2 separate regions of the Zea mays genome follow, and region 1 is linked to region 2. The links are chromatin contacts, called in public Hi-C maps. All regions are on one chromosome and are shown on one strand. The core of a region is the stretch at or near the end of the contact, and the rest is flanking DNA. Distances in the headings are between cores, read along the strand shown.

Region 1 (4,833 bases), core at 1,107-3,606, 35 kb after region 2:
AACCAGATGAGGTTGACACAACAAGGAAACAGCCATGACCATGGCAATTATATGGCGACGGATGGGATGGCAGGCGAAGAAGGCGAACGCAATGAGGTTCACATAAATTGTGAAACCAAAGAAGTCTCCATTCATATAAATTCTGAAGATTGTGACGCAGCAAGCCATTGGCAAACAGACCATGAAACGGTGAGGCTGGGGTCTTCCCACAATACATCCGATGGCATAACTATGAGAGAAAACCAAGATAGCAGTAACATAAAATCATCCAACAAAAGGGTCACAATTCACACATATCCTCGTAATGCAGCAGGTTCTTTAGTACAGAACGGGAAGCTTATCAACCTGCCTGGTTCACTGGACGAGATCTTCGAAATTGGATGTAAGGAAAAGTTTGGAGATTTTGATCATGATTTGGTTATGCATATTTGATAGCATGCAGCTAGGAGATGCACACAGGAATTTATAATAGTTTTTTTCTAACATTTTCAGGCCAGAAGTTTCCGGGTCTCCGCCCTACAAAACTATTCAGTGGAGACTATGCTGAGATAGATGACATTAGTGTTATACGAGATGGTGACCACCTATTCCTTCTTCAGATGTAAAACCAGAATAACATTGAATTAACCTAACGTAACAATAGAGGATTCAAGTCCTCCAATCTGGCAAAAGCAGCAGATTGTAAATCGAGATATGCATGTGGAGATATGAAGAGGAATACCGTTTTACAAATTGTTCTGATCATTTCTGACATTGTATAAATATCTGTTCTTGCATAAGCTGCTATCTCATGCAAAAGTTATGCGAGGCGGTTTCCTGTTTTTTTTTCTTTTATTTGATAAAACAATAGAATCTCCACAAACCGAACTTACGGGGTGTTTGAATGCATTAGAGCTAATAGTTAGTGTTTAAAATTAGTTGGAGACATACAAACAACCTAACTAATAGTTTAACTATTAACTATTTTTAGTAAATTAGTTAATAGTTTGCTAGTTAATTCCATTAGTAATTTTTTAGATAACTAAATAAAGGTGAGACAATAAAAACACCAGTAATGGGGAATTAACCACTAATGCAGTATCATGGCATAAAATGAAAGCTTGTGATTCAGAACTATGAGAAACATCCTGAGATGAAATGTCTAGAAAGGATTGTCTTTATGCAGCCTACAGGCCAGCAGGGGTTTGATTGTCAACAAATCTAAACAAGGTCATGTTAGGGAGGACATCATGACTTACTCTTGTTCCCCTTTTTCGGCACCAATGGCAAATCTCAAACAAAGCATTTCAAAGAGTTTAGCGATGCAGAGCGGGTGTTTTAGTAGAGCTTTTTTTTTTTGCTATTATAAATTTCATTCCAAGCGGCTTCTACGTAATAGTCCCTACAATTTGGAATTCGATAAAACAGTCTTTTCTACCGCGTTCAACCGTTACAATAGAATTATTAGTCAATTTAAACTATTTTTTCTCTTTTATGTTTTTAGCCACGTGAACAGACCATTTTGCCCCTGCTCTGTTTTAAGTTGCCTAATAATTCTATTGTGACGGTTGAACACGGTAGAAAGGGTCATTTTAAGGGGGTGTTTGGTTAGAGGGACTAAAGATTAGTCTCTAGTTTTTAGTCTCATTTAGTCCCTTTTTTGTCAAACACTAGGACTAAAATATGGACTAAAATGATTTAGTCTTTAGTCCTTCACATATGTGCTAAAATGGACTAAATCATATTAATTACACATTTACCCCTCATTTAGTTCAATTATACTAATAGCAGGAGAATGTTAAGAGTCATTTTAGTCTTCTTATGAGTCATTTAGTATATTCTTAGTATTTTTAGCCTCTAAAACCAAAAATGTTATGGACTAAATTTTAGTCCCTAAACTAAAGAAACCAAACATGACCTAACTAATCACAAATTGTTGCGACTATTATGTCGAAGCCGCTTAGAATGTGGTTTATAATAGCAAAAATACGCGTCTTAGTAATAGCTGGTCTAAGATGTCTCCATGCTGTTATTACAAAGAAAAATCAATATTTCTACCTCACTCATGAATGGGAAAAATAACTAGTAGCTAATTTACTAAAAATAGCTAATAACTGAATTATTAGCTAGAGTTTAGATGTCGCTAACTAATTTTAGCCATTAATTATTATCTCTAGAGCATTCAAAATTTGATAATTATTTAAAATGAAAATAGATAATTAGAAAAGAAATAGAAATTCTCTTGAAGGTTTTTTAGTTGTAGAGATAGAAAAGTCTTAGAATTGTTGATAGAGATATTATTTAAAATAAAAGTTGTATGTAGACAGTCTCTGATCGTGAGCGTCCGTTTCTGTCCAGACGGTCAAGCCGCGAACATTTCCCGCCCAATCAAACCCAAACCACCGCTCACCTCCGCTGACGGCCGCCAGCCCGCCACGATGGAGCTCTCCGCCGCCTTCGAGGAACGCGTCCGGCAGATGGAGGACGCCCGCAACCAACGCCTCGCCCTCCTCAACGTCTCCTACGACGCTCCCCTCCTCATCTCGAATTCCTTCATCTGCCTCCTCCCCGAAACCCTCCAAACCCTGACTCCGTGGCCTCACCGCGGCGCCCCTTTCCTCCCCTTGCCTTGATGCGCAGGCGGAGAAGGAGACCCAGGCCGCCAAGTCCCGTATTCTCTCGGCCAAGCTCGCCGCCACGCGCCGACTCGAGTGCCGCCGTCTCCTCCTCGAGCGCCGCGCCGCCGACCTCGCCTTCCGCGCCCTCGCCGCCCGCGCCGACATCGACGCCGCCCGCGCGCGCCGCCTCCTTGTCGCCCGCGACCTCAGGTAGCCAAAAGGCAGCCCATCTCACTTTCTCTCCCTCCACCCTGAAACAACTCAGGGCATTTCGTTTTTGGTTAATCTGCATGCTCTAATCGGGCGCGCAGCTCGGTAAGGGGTGAGATCGAGGAGGCTGAGAGGAGGGAACAAGGCTGGGACCGCTTCTACGAGGCCAAGAGGAAGGACATGGAGGAGTTCCAGACGGAGTCGCGGCGGTTCGAGGCGGAGACTCGCGAGGAAGTGCAGAGGCTGAGGGATTTGGTATCTCGAGTATGGTCCCCATACTTTACATCCATAAACTATTATCTATTGAGCTCATCACAGATTCACAGTTCAGCCTGGTTGCAACTAGTTGCTTGGCATCTGGGTGAAACTGGTAAATCGTTACTAATTCTGTTCGCTTGGGCTTGCTCAGATCAACCGGCAATAATAGGGTATAGGGCAGATGTGTTTAATATGCTTTGGTCTGATCTATACACTAGCCCGTCTTCTCGTCTAAAAACTAGCCAGTAGCCTGTAGTTTGTTGATTGATCTTTGTTGGCCTGCCCGATGGAAGGGACCACATGGGAAGCTGGAAGCTAGCTCTTGCCATCTAGTCAAATTGTTGCCTTGCCATTTAGTCAAATTGTTGCCTTGCCATTTCATTGCATTTCAGATGGACCGGATCAATGCGGGTGATAAATTCTTGGGCCATGGTTGTTGCCTCCTGAGAAGGATTTGAATTATTGTCAAGCCTGTGTTGGTCCGAACAAACATTGTGGCTTCACTATGCAAACAGAGCGAAAAAGAGCATGGTTATGAGTTATGACTTATGTGATGATCAGTAAAGGCTAACATGTATTTTATTTGGTCTATCCCTTACTAAATTATATGAACATTAACAGGTATGTCTTATGAACTTATGGTGTCAAATGATCTTCTGATAGATTCTAATGTATCTCTTATATGTGTGATGTTATCATCGAGAAGGATAGGGCGCTATTTATGGTTGTACTTGGATCATAAAGTTATTGTCGATACTAGATCTGTAAAAAGGAACGTTGCTGGGTAATTTTGTTCTATTTGCCCTAGGTAGCAAGAAATAGATGTTCATGGGAGCTGTGTGTGTACACACACATACATATATAACATCTTGGTGGATTCTCTGTCAGTCTACCTTATCATAGTAGCTATAACTTTACTCGCTGGATGCATGAAAACAATTCATGGAGAGTCATGGATCTTGGTCCGCACATGACCATTAACTTCACAAGCATCCAAATAACATTTATATGAATTTAAAAGACGGCCTGTCCAAATAACATTAATATGTATTTAAAAGATGAGCTATTCTTGTATATAAGAGTCTGCTCTCCTAAGAAATTTTTGATCGGGTCCATCTTGTTAGGTTTGCAGTGCAATAATTGAGCACAGCAGCGAGGAACTATCCCAAATGGCACACAGCTCAAGATCTACTGACCTGAGCCAACGAATAAAGAGCCATTGATCAAGATCCCACCAAGCACTTACACCTACATTGTTATTATTATTATTATTATTATTATTATTATTATTATTATTATTATTATTATTATTATTATTATTATTATTATTATTATTATTATTATTATTATTATTATTATTATTATTTGCATTGTTTGTGTCGCTGTGCATTCATATAGGACCGAATTACTGTTCTGCTGATGTTGTGAATTTGCATCTGCTTCTAATTAACGGACGGTTCCTGTAACTACTACAGCTGAAATCTACACTGCAAGAGCTGCAGAGCAGCGAGATGTACTCGAACAACACGGAGATTGCTGCTGCAGAAGCTAGGAAGTCCGACCTGACTGCTAAGAAGGCAAAGATGGAGGAGAGCCTGGCTTCAGCCCGCCAGTTCAGAGCGCTGCTTCAGCAGCAGCTCCAGAAAGCCTTTCAGTCACAGGTGGACGATGGGGATCAAGAGGCAGCTCAAGCTACCATTTGAACTTGAAGTGCTACTTCAGGTCCAATCGTGCGTAAGGAAAGCGAGCGAGGGCGCCTGCATCGGTA
Region 2 (5,099 bases), core at 655-3,154:
AAATTTACTTTTATTTTATCATATAAAGAAATGATCAAAATATACATTGTACATCTTGATGAGTTATACAAATTTGTATTTGAAAACTTTTTCATTTGAATTAATTTACTACTTTAAAATATGATTTTAAATTGTCTTTGTCTAGTGTTGAAAAAAACACTAGGTAAAGAAGCTCTTTGCCTAGTGTCTACTATAAAACACTCGGCAAAGAAACTCTTTGCCGAGTGTTTTATTTTTGACACTCGACAAAGAGTTGCCAAGTGTTTTTTACTGAGGGTTTTTTCTTGGCACTCGGCAAAGAGCTTTTTTGTCGAGTGCCTGAAAAAACACTCGGCAAATCATTTGACATTCGTCAAAGAGCTGAATTCCGGTAGTGTGTCTGGCTCCTAAAATCTTTCGGACGGAGCCACTCTCTAGTATTGATAAACTTATGAGTGTTGCAGTTACACGAAATGTCCGAATGCTTCGGTATGTGTTAGTAACAGGGTCGATCGGGGCGACCTAGGTAGAGGTCGGTTGGGCTGGTGGCCTGAGCAAGGGCAAACCAGGGTTGGCGGTCGGGGCAAGGGGCTAGCTGAGGTGAGGGGCGAATGTGGCTAGGACACGACAGCCGACACGGGGGCTAAGGTTAGAGCATGGTGGCTAGAGATGGCAATGGGTACAAACCCCCTGGGTTTTGCTATCCCAAACCCGTACCCGTGAAAAATATGTATACCCATTAAAAAACCCGTACCCATGACGGGTTTGAAAATTTGCCCAAACCCGTACCCATCGGGTTAGCGGGTACCCATGGGTTAACCGCAGGTTTTATCTCCAATATGCTTGTTCTTCTCATAATCAATAAGTATGATAATAATTAATGAGATCATGGTCCAAAATTTATGTGATGAACAACAAGTTCATGATTTGGTATAAAAATTATTAGTAGAGAGAATGAAATACAAATAATAAGTTGTATAACCAAGTAACCTTGCACTAAGTTATCCATCCATCACATATATAACGCTAGTAAAAACTATAATAGCAAACAAGCAACACTCTCACCAACTACTTATACATTCACCATTTACTAAAAATTAGGAAGTAAATAGGGAGATAACAAGTTTGTTGTTCGTTTATAAAATAAAATGACAATATATACTAGGTTTGGTCGGGTTTAAAAACCCACAGGTTCACGGGTTTGGATACTGTAGGAACAAACCCGTACCCGTGAACCTGTCGGGTATAAATTTATACCCATTAACAAACTCATGGGTATAAAAATGGACCCAAACCCGTATCCTAATGGAGTAAAAACCCATCGGATTTCGGGTACCCATTGCCATCTCTAATGGTGGCCGATGCAGGATTGGAGTAGGGCGTGCGGGGGAGGGGCAAGACAGCCAAGGGGCTATGGTGGGAGAACTTGGCTATGATATCGGGTGTACCCATTGCCAAACTCGAGGATTTGAAGCCGTCTAACTGGGAGTTATCTCACACGCCGATGCATTGGTGGGAGAACTTGGCTATGTTATCGGGGTGTAGCAGAAAGGGGCTCAGATCATTGCTGATCCTTGTTAATTGGATAATATGGCGAGAAAGGAATGCAAGTACTTTTGATCGCAGGTTTTTGACCAGTCAACAGATCATAACTTTGATTAAGTGCGACGCGGCAGTCTGGATTGCAGTCGGGGCTAGCCAATTAGCTACTCTCTTATCCTCATCAACTTAGTTGGGTTGCTTGTTGTGTTTCTTTTTTTCTTATTTGCTAAGGGATGCTTAGAGAGTATCTGTTGCGTTTGGCATCGCCTGTCTATTGATTTTTTTTTGTTTTAGAGCATTTCTCTTCTTATTAATATATAAGACAGAACTATTGCCTGCTTGTTTAAAAAAAGAGATATGGCTGGTGGGGTCGTTTTCAAGGGGCTCCGATCCCCTACCAGTAGACATCAGATATGACATCACCCCTCGTTCTCTCACGCCCACGGTTCAGCAAAAAATAAATAAATAAACAAACAAACGGTGGATAACTGAAAGTTCACCATCGGTGAACCTCCAGTTCACCCTTCTCCAGCATATACAATGCTTTTGAGTCACATCTAGTACGTACTCCTACCTCCACATCCTGATGAAAGATAACGTCAATTTTAGATGGCCAAAACATGCTTTGTTATAGTTCTAATCGGAAACTTGCAGGATAGCAGGAGCTACCTCCACTGCGAATATTCATATAAAAAATTATATCAAAATACAATGGTCTTCAAATAGAATATTCGTATTAAAACCATAAAATTTAAATATTTAGATAAAACAAGAAAACATTATGACTTTTCTCACAATATACATATAACTTACATTTTCTACCTCTCCTCAACAATCTACACAATATTCTATTAGAGATTGATCTGGATCTAAATAAAATAAACCACATAATTCAAGAAATCTAAGAAAAGCTAGTAACCATTTCAACCATAAAACAAGAGGATAAAATTGCTAACCTTTTTTCACACTTAAGTGAGTGAAAACTTTAACAAAATCTTGAAAAAAGTGGGCCGCATATTTCCTCCTCAAAGCTTATGGCACTAGGAACAAAGCTCCTCTCTGCTCATAGCGTCAACCGCCAGCTCAAGGAGGAAGAATTTATAAAACAAGTACATTAGTATCGGTTAGTATCTCTAACCGATAATAATGACTTAATAATACCATTTAAAGTTTTAATATTACAGAACTCGACCTACGGAGGGTAAGACAACTCCCGGTCATTATATTAAGATAAAAATAACATTCTCACGCAGGTCGAGAAAATCTCTAAATCCATGCCCCACATATATATAACGACACTCATGTGAGAAACGACCACGACCAGGACTGGGCATTAGACATGTGCTTTGGTGTGGGAAAGACGATGGGATTTTTTTAACCATAACCTGAAATTCGTTCCCATGGGAAGTCAAACTCAGGACTTGAAGGGTGCTACTCACACTATCTAACTAACTCGACTAGGGGTCCTCTCGCTCAACATTATAGAACGCCTGGAAATTTTCTGTAACTTATCAACAACTAGAAAAGCACTTCCTAACTTTGTCAACTAGTGAACCATAAGAAAAGTATATCATAGATTAATTATTTAGTTAGAAAATAGAAATAAACGTCAATTAATGTACTGGTAAAGTTCGTTTCCTCTTCCTATAATCTAGATCTGGGTCCACCTTCAAGATATATCAAGTGGGTACCCTCTTAACAAGATGGTTGATTCAGCGGGAAATGGAAACAAGACAACTTATGTTGAAGTGTACAAGTGGATTGCTTACCTTCTCCTAACACCTTAAGCTTTTGAGTTGAACTGGTTAGTACGTCCACTCTAACATGGTATCAAAGGTAGAGGTCTCGAGTTCGAATTCTAGCAGAGGCTTCATTTGTGCCTCCACCCCTTTATTTCTACGTTTACGCCTCTCTCTGGCTACACGTGAGTGTGGGTGTTGAAGTGTATAAGTGAATTGCATACCTTCTCCTAACAGTTTGAGCTTTTGGGTTGAACTAGTTAGTACGTCCACTCTAACAACTTCAAATAAGATTGTATACATCTAAAACATGACAGAAAGCACAATAATAGAGACACTGTCTGCTCAGTCTCTGTGATCCCAAGAAGACATTGAACCCAATCACTGCACTGGCTAAAGGATGAAGTCTGGTGGATGTAAATGCTAGATATGAGAGCACAGAGGCAAGGGTTTAGACCCTGTTTAGATCAACTAAACCTTTTTTATAAGCTACAATAGCTGGACAGAGCCAGCTAATAGCCTTTCATAAGGTGAGTGATTCAATAATTCAAAATGAACTATAAGCTTGCACTACACCAAACCGGTTAACTTTCTAGAGCCTAAACTCTAGGAAGTTAGTCGTAAACTCTCGGAAGTTAGCTAAATCCTCGCGATCCCGTCGGAAGTTAAGCTCTCGGAAAAATTTAGTCGGAAGTTAGTTTAACTTCCTAGAGCCAGCTAGATTCGATCAGCTAAAGCTTTTTTAGCAGCTAGCAACTTATCTTAGTCGATGCAAACATGACCTAGACTTGTTAAAAATCTTGGAATCTACAAACCATTAAATTCACATTAATTAGATGAGATGGCAAAGGGTTGGATTCTCCACATGCCATTACAATGAATCTTTACTTGAACTCAACAACAAAAAAATATACCATGAGATAATAAAACTATGTACAACCTTATTTAATATCCATCTCTTGTAGGGTCTTTAAGGGGTAAGGGTGTTGGAACTTGCTCTCAGCAGCAAGGAGGCCAACAAGGGTGAATGGTGGTGACAACAGGGTTACGTGCTCGGGGGCAATAGCTCTGTTAATCTAGCCTCTCACGGGCACTGTGCGGGGGTATTTATAGGTATCTGAGTGCCCAGCGCCTTGTGCTAAGGACGCATGTGCCCTCGGACACCTAGTTTATCCCCAGAATATTCCCATAAAGCAGGGTTACAAGCTGTACTTACAAGAATGCCTTTACAAACTAGGCCCGTAACACAAAGGCGGCCACGCGGGGCCCGTTACAATGGGCCAGATCACACGTGGGCCTCAGAGCAGGACGAGGCCGTGCTGCAGGACGAGGCCGTGCTGCGGAGAGACGTCTGGTGCTGAATGAAGCGAAGGGTGTCCCTGCCCGTTTTGTCTTCGTCAAACCAGCGACTGCAGCGAAAGGCGACGAGCGAAGGGTGGCGTCTTTGCCTTCGCCCCAACATTTGCCCTCTGAGGGACCAGTTCGACAAAGTCACCTGGTGCCGAAGACGTCGCTAGATGGCGGAGACGCTGCCCTCGCTCGAAGTGGTTCCGCGGGGGTTTTCGATGTGACCGTTGATGGACGGCGTACTGTTGGATTGCGGGTTTCCCGAAGCGCCGCGCCCTGCCTATAAAAGGGGGCGAGGGTCGGTGCTTTTTGAACTTTGCCTTCCGCGCTCCGCGAAAACCCTAGCCGCCCGCCGTCTTGCTGCTCGTCTGCCCGCCGTGCTCTTGAACGCCAGAGATCTGGCTCGAGTGAAGCAGACCGCCCGCCGCCGCCGACGGTACGTAGCAATGCCGTCTTCTTCTTCTTCCGCCGACACCACGCCGCCGGCGGCCG

The links. Hi-C and Micro-C count contacts between places; a contact is called where the count stands out from the background.
Region 1: a Hi-C map of leaf shows a contact between it and region 2, with 3 times the contacts expected there. The contact joins the promoter of LOC100277894 here to the enhancer-like site in region 2. A contact is called at or near these places in 4 of 25 Hi-C or Micro-C datasets (leaf and seedling).

The regions. Positions count from the first base shown.
Region 1 is chr4:235,356,958-235,361,790 of Zm-B73-REFERENCE-NAM-5.0, forward strand. It overlaps LOC100277894, which reads left to right and starts at 2,357. Exons shown (of 4, transcript NM_001361302.1): 1 at 2,357-2,495; 2 at 2,620-2,807; 3 at 2,918-3,071; 4 at 4,541-4,833. The coding sequence starts at 2,418. The coding sequence ends at 4,768. LOC542145 (potassium channel 3) reads left to right here. Exons shown (of 11, transcript NM_001111770.3): 10 at 1-382; 11 at 493-623. The coding sequence ends at 605.
Region 2 is chr4:235,322,452-235,327,550 of Zm-B73-REFERENCE-NAM-5.0, forward strand. No RefSeq gene overlaps it. Among protein-coding and RNA genes, the nearest start is that of LOC542145, 29 kb to the right of the region's middle. Within about 2 kb of position 1,905, at least 1 of the 20 cell types and tissues checked has an H3K27ac peak or open chromatin away from gene starts, as enhancers often do. A contact at or near this core is called in leaf, where this site is marked.